Regions from separate parts of the Mus musculus genome. Here region 1 is linked to region 2. Evidence: chromatin contacts called from public ChIA-PET data. All regions are on one chromosome and are shown on one strand. The core of a region is the stretch at or near the end of the contact, and the rest is flanking DNA. Distances in the headings are between cores, read along the strand shown.

Region 1 (5,184 bases), core at 1,923-4,422, 280 kb after region 2:
TTGTGTGGCTATTACTATGTGGTCAGAACTAGGCTGAATTATCCTTGCTTGGGTCTAGCATGGTGGCCCCTCCTCCCCTTACAGGGCCCTTCTAATCTGCTAGTAGTTGTTTGGGGCTGGGGATGTGGTCAGTGGAAGACCACTTGCTGAATATGCACAGCTGTGATTTGTCCTACTTCCGGACTTTAAACAACTGTCACCAAAACTCCAGTACTGCTGTGGAGACTTGTAGAAAGACAACATTGTTCCTGGTTACTAATGAGTATCTATCAGTCCCATCCTGTGGTTAAGCAGCTGACGAACCATTTTGTAAGTGAACCGATCCCTTTACTTTGAGTGCATACATAGCTTTAATGAGCCACTGTTAGGTAGGCAGTGCAGCATATTCTCCAGTGCAAGCCTGGCATTGTGGTGCACACCTTTAATCCCAGTTGTCGCACTCGGCAGGCAGAGGCAGGCAGAGCTTTGTGAGCTTGAAGCCAGCCTGTTCTATGTGTAGTGAGTTGCAAGTCAGCCAAGACTACGCAGTAAGACCCTACCTATCTCAAAACAGACATTACTTACAGAGAGAGGCAGGTCAGAATCCATTCTGCTCTGCTCTGTAGAAGCTGTCATAGTAATTGTTTTATATTTGTGGATTTTCTGTGTCACACTCTTTGTTTACTTGCTTGCTTGTTTCACAACCTTGAAAATAAGAAATGTGTTCCTGGGTGAAACTGTACCAACCCAGCTTCAGGCTGGGCCAGTGTCTGCTTGCTGCTGAGCTCTACTGATCTTCAGAGTACTTTTTTTCTCTCCCAAAACTGTATTGGACTTCTTAAACACATGCTTAAGTGTTATGTGCAGAGTGAGGTGGGGTGGGGGTGGGGTCTAGCTATTTTAATAACTGTCTTTCTTCACAAAGCCTTGTACATTTGGAGTAAATCATGTTACCTCTCCTACCAAACTTTGAGACAATTTCTGTTCTCTCTTCTTTAATAGGAGTACAAACCACCAGGAACCCGTAAACTTCATAATATTCTTGGAGTAGAAACAGGAGGACCTGGCGGGCGGCGTGCTGGGGAATCGGGTCATACTGTAGCTGACTACTTGAAGTTCAAAGACCTCATTTTAAGGATGCTTGATTATGACCCCAAAACTCGGATTCAACCTTATTATGCCCTGCAGCACAGTTTTTTCAAGAAAACAGCTGATGAAGGTACCAACACAAGTAACAGTGTGTCTACCAGCCCTGCGATGGAGCAGTCTCAGTCTTCAGGCACCACCTCCAGCACCTCCTCCAGCTCAGGTCCGCCACGGCGCAGCGCGGCCCGCTCGCTTGTGCATGCTTTCTCTCTGCTTACTCGGGTGGGAGGCTTTTTCCCCCTCCTTTTTGGTTTTTTGAGGCAGGTTTTCTCTGTGTAGCCCTGGCTATCCTGGACGCCCCCTTGGTATGCTAGTCTGGCCTCAAACTCAGAGATCGCCTCCTGCCTCTGCCTTCAGAGTGCTGGGATTTAAGACACATGTTCCCACTGCCCAACTCCAATGTGGAATTCTTTCAGAGTATTTATATATATATATATATATATTTTTTTTTTAATTAGGTATTTTCCTCATTTACATTTCCAATGCTATCCCAAAAGTCCCCCATACCCTCCCCCCCCACCCCACTGCCCACCCCAGAGTGTTTATTATAAACTAATTTTTTGAATTTTGTAAATGGGTAGCAAGGGATTATTTTACTTCAATATGTTCTTAGTGTGTGTGGCTCTGAATTCAGTACCCTCAAACACACCTCCCCACCTGTATGGTTAGTAGCAAATTTAATTGTCAGATGTGTTCGTTATAATTGTCTGCCTGACAGTTAGAAACAAAGCTACTTATAGCCAAAAATTTAAATGGTTTTAAATGGAGTTATTTTTCCACGTCCTTAAGTTTTTACTTGACTGAGGAGAACCTGGCTGTATTAGCAGTTGATGTGGGAAGACATCTAAGACTCCAATTACTTTGTGGTATATTTCAAGTTAATACCATAGCTTGAAAGTTTTATGTGTCTGTATATGTGTTAAGTAGTGCATATACCTAACCGTGCATATGTGTGCACCTAAGGTCACATGTGGGTCTTGACACTGTGTCTTCCCTCACTGTCTTCCTTATTACTTGGAAATAAGAGTCCCAGTGCCCCAGAGGCCTGCTGTTGTATCCAGGCTGCCTGCCTGGCTAGTGAGGTCTTGGGATTGGCACTCCCTCACCCAAGTCCCGGGGTTCAGTCAGCCCAGGATTTTATACAGAGGCTGGAGATGCACACACAGTCCTAGCTCTGCTCCTGCTCTTACTGCGTACTCTCTCTACCCCATGCTTGAGTGGGTACAATGCAGTCTTAGAGTTCTAACTCGAGCAAAATTAGCTTTAAACTCACAAGTTTTTCCATGTCCTGATATTAAAGGTGGATCCTCGGGAACGAGTAACAGTGGGAGAGCCAGGTCGGATCCGACGCACCAGCATCGACACAGCGGTGGACACTTCGCTGCTGCTGTCCAGGCCATGGACTGTGAGACACACAGTCCCCAGGTGAGTGTTCCTAGTGCTCCTGCCATGGCCTTGCTAGCTTTAGCTTTGTTGGATGCCAGTCAGGACGACCATGTCTGTGTCCTCTTTTCTAAAGGTGTGTGGTATCCTCACTGCTTAGGAAATAAAAACTCCACTCCTTGTTAGAAATGAGAGCATGTGTTGGGTACACACACCACCGTCTTTCTAGCCATCTACTCCAGGTTTATTTTTCATTTGCCACAGCAGTTTCCTCCCTGCCTCTCAGTGGGTGCCGAGACCTCTAGATGCACTAATTCTCTGTGAGCTGTGCAGTCTGGGCCCTACGTTACTTCTTGTGGCCTCCAGCATTCCCACCCTGATTCTGAATCAGTTTGTGTTGGATTTTTAAACTTGTAATATTAAAGTAATTTTTAAAGTTAGTGTAGAACATGTGGTAGGATAGAAATGTGGAGATGCCATCCTAGCTATATTTCATTGCTGTGGTAATACCCAGACAGAAGCAGTGTAAGGATGACAGGGTATACTCTGGCTCACAGTTCAAAAGGAAATGATACCTTGTGTCAGGGAAGATGGGATGGCAGGCAGGGAAAAGCAGAGTGGTAGGGTCAGGAGGCCTCTGCATTTAAGAAACAGGAAATGGGTGGGGCTGTGCTGAGCTATAGAGCCTCAAGGCCTACTCTATAAGCCAGCCTCCTGCAGTAGGGCCTTCACCCCTGCCCCTGGCTGCCAGCTGGGGACCAAGTATTCAAGCACAGGAGGAAGGTGTTTACTGTTTAGACAAAACCATAAGACCTCAGTGAGACATTTCCTCTGCGTTGTGGGCTACATTTTGGCTCTGAGCGTGCCAATCGGTTATTTGATAGAGTAAGGAAAACCTGAGCTAGATTGGTGCTCATTCCTTAATTGTGACTGGGCCACTTGGTTTTGCTGGAGAAATTGTCACATTGTTCTGTCCTCACTGTTAGTATTCACCAGTCTCAGGCGGCCATCCTCAGAGGACCCCTTCTCCTTCCTATTGTCTGTGAATTACTTCCAACTTGTCCACTCGTAGGCAGAGGCCTGTGACTCTCTCTTCTGTGTGCAATCTTCAGACTGCACTGCTGTAGACGGGCTTTCTCACAGCTCGCCTCTCTCTGCTTTCACTGGGCTTCTTGTTGAAGGCCAGGCCCATGTCTCCTGTCTTCATGGGCTCTGGCTCCTTCTGTTGAACAGCACTGAGTCTTTGATCGTTCTAGCCTGTGGTAACTCTCCCTCACCACACTGTCATTCCTAGAGTTTCACACTTGTCTTCAGCAGCCCAGCAGCTCAGTGCACCTAACTCCTGGTCCCAGTTGCAGGCCCTGTGTCAGCCACAGTCCTCACTGATAGTCCAGAGGACTCCCCTGTTTTCCTTTGTCGTTGCCTGGTAGTATTTGGCAGGGTTGACTTAATCCACATACACTGAATTACCTCTGGTTTCTTTGGCAGCATGTGTCTGGTTCTCCATTTCTTTGTTCCCCCTCCCTTAACTGTCTTTTGGGGGGCAGTGTTCCTGTCCACCATGCCTTGAGATGACCTCACATGCTTTCTGCTTGGTCTCACCCCTTACTGCCAGTCATTACAGTCACCATTTTTAAAGCATTCCTTCCTACTTACCTCTGACTACACTGACCTCTGGGTTGTGTTGGGCTTACTGTAAATGCCATTCTGCAAGTTTGAGCAGTAAGAAGACTCTTAACTGTACCTGTTGCTTTGTAACAATGGTCCTATTTTCACTTACTTACTGTCATAGATTCAGGTCCAGGATGTTAGTCTCCAGGTTAGTGAGGTGTGAATTCTGATTTTATGTATATATAATTAGCCCTTCCACTGCAGGAACCATGTGTGTCCTGTCTTCCACTAAAGCACACTCTTTCCTGTGCCCTGACTAAGTGCTTATCAGCCTGAGGAAACTCTGCAGATGCTTGAACCTCGCTACTCCAGGCTAGTTTATTTCCCCTGCTTTTCATAGCCCTTGTTTCCCTTGTACCTGGACCTAACTAACGTGTAGAACCTCTTGTCTTTGTGCTCTGCCCCTACCCAGGCCTTTCTTTATTCTCTGCACTCAGAATGCACACACTGAGATCTTTCACTCTGAGGGTTGTGCCATGCTGGGCCTCCCACGCTTTCCTCATTCCTCCTGCGTTGGCTTAGTGGCACACTTCACACTTAGTAAATTTTTTTGGACCATCCTCTGTTCCTCTCTTTCATGTATGTATATGGTCTATGTACTACAAACATACATAGAAATTCCCAGAAAAACACAGTTGTATATCCCACCTACCTTACAGAAGTCATTGATCTGCCTGTTCACTTTAGGTGTCCAACAGGACAGCCCCAACTGGCATTTCTGGCTCATGATCATCGCTCTCCTTCCTCTAGGTAGTTGGAGTTACAGACATGCTTCATTCATTGTACCCAGCAGAGGTGTTTAGCTGTTTATTTATACTGAGTGTATGTTTGTGGGTGCATGCGAACTCATAGTATGCCTATGGAAGTCAGAGGACAACTTCTAGGAGTCATCTCTTCGTGTGTATTGGGGACAGAGGGGAGCTGGACAATTAAACTCTAAGACTGTCAGGGTTATTGGCAAATGCCTTTACCTGCTTAGCCATTGGCTGGCCAGGTTTTAATAAT
Region 2 (4,634 bases), core at 1,817-4,316:
AACAGCTGACACCAGGGTTCTAGTTATGGTTGGTGACAGAAGTGAGCAAAGACAGACATAGCCCCTGTGTTCTAGCCAGTGAGACAGCAGTGTTAAGCCTGAAATTAGAAGTGGCATGTTGTATTCAAGAAACTGCTGTTGTGCCACATGACCTGAATTACAGAGGGGAGGTTAGGGTCTAGACTTTGCAGGTTATGTTATGGCTGTTGGCCATTGAGAGGGGTGGTAAGATGCCAAAAATTCCAAGAGTTGAGTGTTATGCATGATTAGTACCCTTAAAAGCTCATGCTGGACACAGAAAATTGCTTTGGATGACCTGCACAAAGGCTGAGGCTGTGAGGATACCAGGCTGGAGGAAGGTAGCTAGAGTAGGCATAGGACAGTGGGAGGAGTCAGGATATTTAGAGGTGACGTTGACAGAATGGCTCATGGTTTAGTGCTGAGATATGACTATGGAGACTGGTATGTGTTCTTACTAGAGTCTTAGATTTTTGGGCCTGCTTATTAGCAGTGGGAGTCATTGGAAGAGGAATAAATTTATAGGAGGTAGAATCTGAGTTTCTCTATGTAAAAAAGTAAATGACATGTTTGGGATAGATGTCCAAGAAGATTGAAGTTGGAGATGCATTTAATATTGCTTAGGAAAGTAAGTTTCACCCTCAACTGAAGAATCATTTGAACTTTGAATCCCAGACATTCTGGCTTAACTGATAGAGGGTAGAGCTTGCAGAATGGACTTTTTGAAGCTTCCCTGGGAATTAATATTACTGTTCAGGCAAGATTGAAACAGCCTTGCTGTCTTTTAGTGAGAGAGCACAAGGTAAGAGAAAGGAGCCAAGTTGAACCTTGAATATCAATCAGGGAAAGGTGACACCTGGCCTGAAAACTATTTACAGGTGTCCAGAAAGAAAATATTTTATAGAAAGAAGTGAGAGGACACGAGTGTCTAGCTGCCAAGATGTGTGAGACAGTTTGGATTTAGAAATATAGACCATTCAGTAACCAGAGGAGCTGTCAGTGGAAGGCTCAGAGCAGAAGATGGCTGCTGTGAGCTGAGAACTGTAAGGAACTTGAAGACAACTTCTAAAAGTGCCTAGGCAAGAGATTTAATGCACAAGGCTGTCTTAGGTCTAGCTAACAGATAGAACTGGTTTAAATGGTGAAGAAACAGGATCCTCAGGCTCCAGAAGGAGGTGTACAGTGGCTCTGCACTGCATCTAAGGCCTCAGTTTTCAACCTAAATGACTTGATCAGAAAGCTGCCACCTCACCTCCATGGTGGCAGGGTTACTCCTATGACTCTGCTGTCAGGCCAATGGTTACATTCTCCAACAGAAGAAAAAGCCAGGTGTTTTCTTGTGATCTTTTCAAAAGTAGTATATACACATCCTGGGAAATATGTGTATAACAAGGGAATAGACTGGATTCTCCAAAGTGGACAACTTGAAAAACAACATCCAAATTACAGCAGCAGCCAAACAACCTCTCCCCGCCCGCCCCCCCCCCCCCCCCCCCCCCGCTTGCTCTTCCAGTCACTGCCCACCTGTCTCCCCAGACCAGTCTGCCTGGAGTTCCATTGGATTGTTTTATTTTTTTTTTATTCCATGCAAATGTGTGTGGCTCTCAAAACTGCTCCCAGGGCTTATGTTGTTGCATGAACTTGCATTCACCTACTGCATGAGTATACCGTGTTTTATTCATTGTATCATGGAGGAACATTTTGCTGAGTTTCTAGTATTTGACTCTTAGTGGTATCAAATTCTCGTTGAGTGTACAATCAAGGACAGAGGGCATACTTGTGTTTTGCTTCAGTCCATAAGTTTCCTGTGACATATCATTTCAGTCTACTGCAGAGTGTGAGGGTTTCAGTCATGTCCTTACTGACACTTAGTTTCATTTTAGACCCGTTGGGTATGGAATGGAATAAGCCTAGTGTTAGTCTAGCATTTTTGTAAGTTGGTTAAGGATACTTGACTATTTTCTCATATCCTTATTGTTTATTTGGATGTCCTCTATTCCTTTGCCCCTGAGCGGAATGTCTGACACCTTTGTACTTTGGATGTGAGTTATGGAGACATAAGTTTTACGAGTATCTTCATACTCTTGAGTGGCTTTCCCCTTCAGTACTTGTTCTTTGTTTTCATGTCATCAAAAGCTGTTCATTTTAGGGATAATGAAATGGTCCAATGAGTAGAGGCTCTTGACACTAAGCTGAAAGATCTGGGTGGTAGGAGAAAACAGCCCTCTAAGTTGTCCTCTGACCTCTACACTTGACCTCCTTTCTACAACATAGAATCACACGCACACAATTAACTTTAATGCAGTTTATAAGTTCTTCTTACGGTGAGCACTTGTTTTGTGTTCATAATCTTTATCTGCTTTAAGGCTACCAGAGTGTTCTGTGTTGCTTTTAAAGGTTAGCCTGCCTGCCTGCCTGCCTGCCTGCCTGCCCCTCCCTCCCTCCCTCCCTCCCTCCCTAAGATTAGCTTTGCTGCTTAGATTTATAGGCTCCCGGGCTTGGCTTTGCTGGTGAGCCTGAGGCAGTGTCTGGCACTTGTGTGAGTGTGTAAGTGGATCAGCACCACTTATTTTATTCTGTTTGCCCCATGCACTAGGTTATCTCTCTTGTTATAGATTGGTTGGTGTAGACTCTCCTGCCTGTTCTTCCATCCTAATTGTCTTTAGGAGATTTTGTTATTTTGGTTTTTCTTCTCTAATAGTTTGGTATATACCTTTAGTAGGTGGTAATGTCTGATGGCATAAGTTACCTCATTTTCTTTAAAAAAATTTTTTTAAAGTACAAATACATTGATGTATGCAACTTTGAGATGATGGACCAGTAAGTTTACACAAGACATTTAAACTAGAAGAACAAAAAACAGACAAAGATCGTTGAGAAGATAAAATATTGAAGCCAGTGAGAGGGAGTGTGTGAGCTCACAGGAAAGAGTAGGATGTCTGAGCTAGAGCTTCAGGCATTTGAACATTTCTGGGTGGTGTTAGGTTTCTGTGTGCGTGTGGTGAGGACTTGTGAAACAGGTTGTTAGAGATGTTACTACAGATACATGCCAGGCCACAAACTGAGGTGTGGACCCTCTAGTGCCTGACAGTGTAACACTTTCTAGTGTAGTATGTACCTCCACTGAGCAGCTTGCTACAGATGAGAAAGTGGGCCCAGAGCCAGGGACATCCTTCAGGCACCAGGAGGAGCTGCAGTCTAGTTAGACTACTGGAGACTCATTCTGGAGCAGTGGTTCCCAATCCGTGGGTCGTGACCCCTTGGGGTGGTTGATTGGTGTTTTTACGGACTGTCAGAAAACATATATTTACATTACAATTCATAACAGTAAAATTACAGTGATGAAATGGCAGTGAAGATAAGATGGAAAATCTCTGTTCTGGAGTTTGTGCTCTGTTCAGTATAGCTGAACCAGTCTGTTGTGTGAAAGGCTGGAGAGTTACATTGTTGAGAATCAGTTTTGTTAAAAGACAAACATAGGGGCTGGTGAGATGGCTTAGCAGGTAAGAGCACCCGACTGCTCTTCCAAAGGTCCTGAGTTCAAATCCCAGCAACCACATGGTGGCTCACAACCATCCATAATGAGATCTGACGCCCTCATCTGGTACGTCTGAAGACAGCTACAGTGTACTTACATATAATAAATAAATAAATCTTTTTAAAAAAAAGACAAGCATAGTGTATAAAAGCATATGGATAATAAGTCGAATGTAGATACTGGAAAGCTATATAAAGAACTTTCTAAAATCACTAAATGTAATTCCTGAGTCGTTGTAATGGGGTTCGGGTAACTACTCCCCTTCGTTTTACTTCTCTGTATTTTCTAACTTTGCTATAGTGGACTTTTGCCATATGGCTTAATTTTTTTACTAGGCTATCTATATTCATGTAAAATTCACAGCATACGAGTAGATATATGATATATAGTACTTTTAAAGTAAAATCATGAAATTCTTAAATATTTTATTTCTTGCTTTTCTTTTTAGAAATGCACTTAGCGATGGAAAGAGGGCCATTGTTTTGAAGAACACCTGGCCAAAGGTAAGCTTCTTTTATTCTACAATGAGCAAGCCCTTGAACATTACTGTTGTGTGAGAATCAGTGTGTGGGATCATTTATTTGTATGTAAAAATGCTGGGTGACATTTCAGAGAACTCAAGGACAGGAAATGGGTTCAAGAGTTTATAGTCAGTTCCAAGACTTGCTGTGAGAGGTAAAGAGCATCAGAGCTAGTTAGACACCTCGGTTAATAGGCTAACCAGTAAGTGGCTGAGGAGGGGGTGGGGGAGGAAGAGAAGAAGACAAGAAAAATAGGAGAACACAGGAGAGCCTTACTCCCCTCACTGTTAGAAAGTATTCAAAGCTCTTCCCAAGTGATAATTGTACTTCAAGGCACAGCCATCATAGTATATAAGCATGACCTTTCACCCCCAGCCTCAAGGCTTTCTAAATAACACAGGGCACAAAATCAACAGCAGAGAAAGCTCACTTTGTCACAGCGCACTGGGTCAAGCTGAAAACTCGTGTATGTCAAGACATGAATTTACTCAGAGGCTAGGGTGAGATCATTTGTTATATAGATCTGATGCGATTTATATACTGAAAATGCAGAGTAC

The links. ChIA-PET counts read pairs in DNA pulled down with a chosen protein or histone mark.
Region 1: an RNA polymerase II ChIA-PET map of memory CD8 T cells shows a contact between it and region 2, with 9 read pairs. The contact joins two enhancer-like sites. A contact is called at or near these places in 1 of 484 Hi-C or Micro-C datasets (bone marrow-derived macrophages), 2 of 115 datasets of contacts at active chromatin or transcription factors (large pre-B cells and memory CD8 T cells) and 1 of 9 other capture datasets (embryonic stem cells).

What each region holds. Positions count from the first base shown.
Region 1 is chr16:94,684,054-94,689,237 of GRCm38.p6, forward strand. It overlaps Dyrk1a (dual-specificity tyrosine-(Y)-phosphorylation regulated kinase 1a), which reads left to right. Exons shown (of 12, transcript NM_007890.2): 10 at 982-1,288; 11 at 2,426-2,550. Among named protein-coding and RNA genes, the nearest start is that of Gm41504, 27 kb to the right of the region's middle. Within about 2 kb of position 3,173, at least 14 of the 459 cell types and tissues checked have an H3K27ac peak or open chromatin away from gene starts, as enhancers often do. A contact at or near this core is called in memory CD8 T cells, where this site is marked.
Region 2 is chr16:94,399,310-94,403,943 of GRCm38.p6, forward strand. It overlaps Ttc3 (tetratricopeptide repeat domain 3), which reads left to right. Exons shown (of 46, transcript NM_009441.2): 11 at 4,005-4,059. Among named protein-coding and RNA genes, the nearest start is that of Gm23692, 27 kb to the right of the region's middle. Within about 2 kb of position 3,067, at least 34 of the 459 cell types and tissues checked have an H3K27ac peak or open chromatin away from gene starts, as enhancers often do. A contact at or near this core is called in memory CD8 T cells, where this site is marked.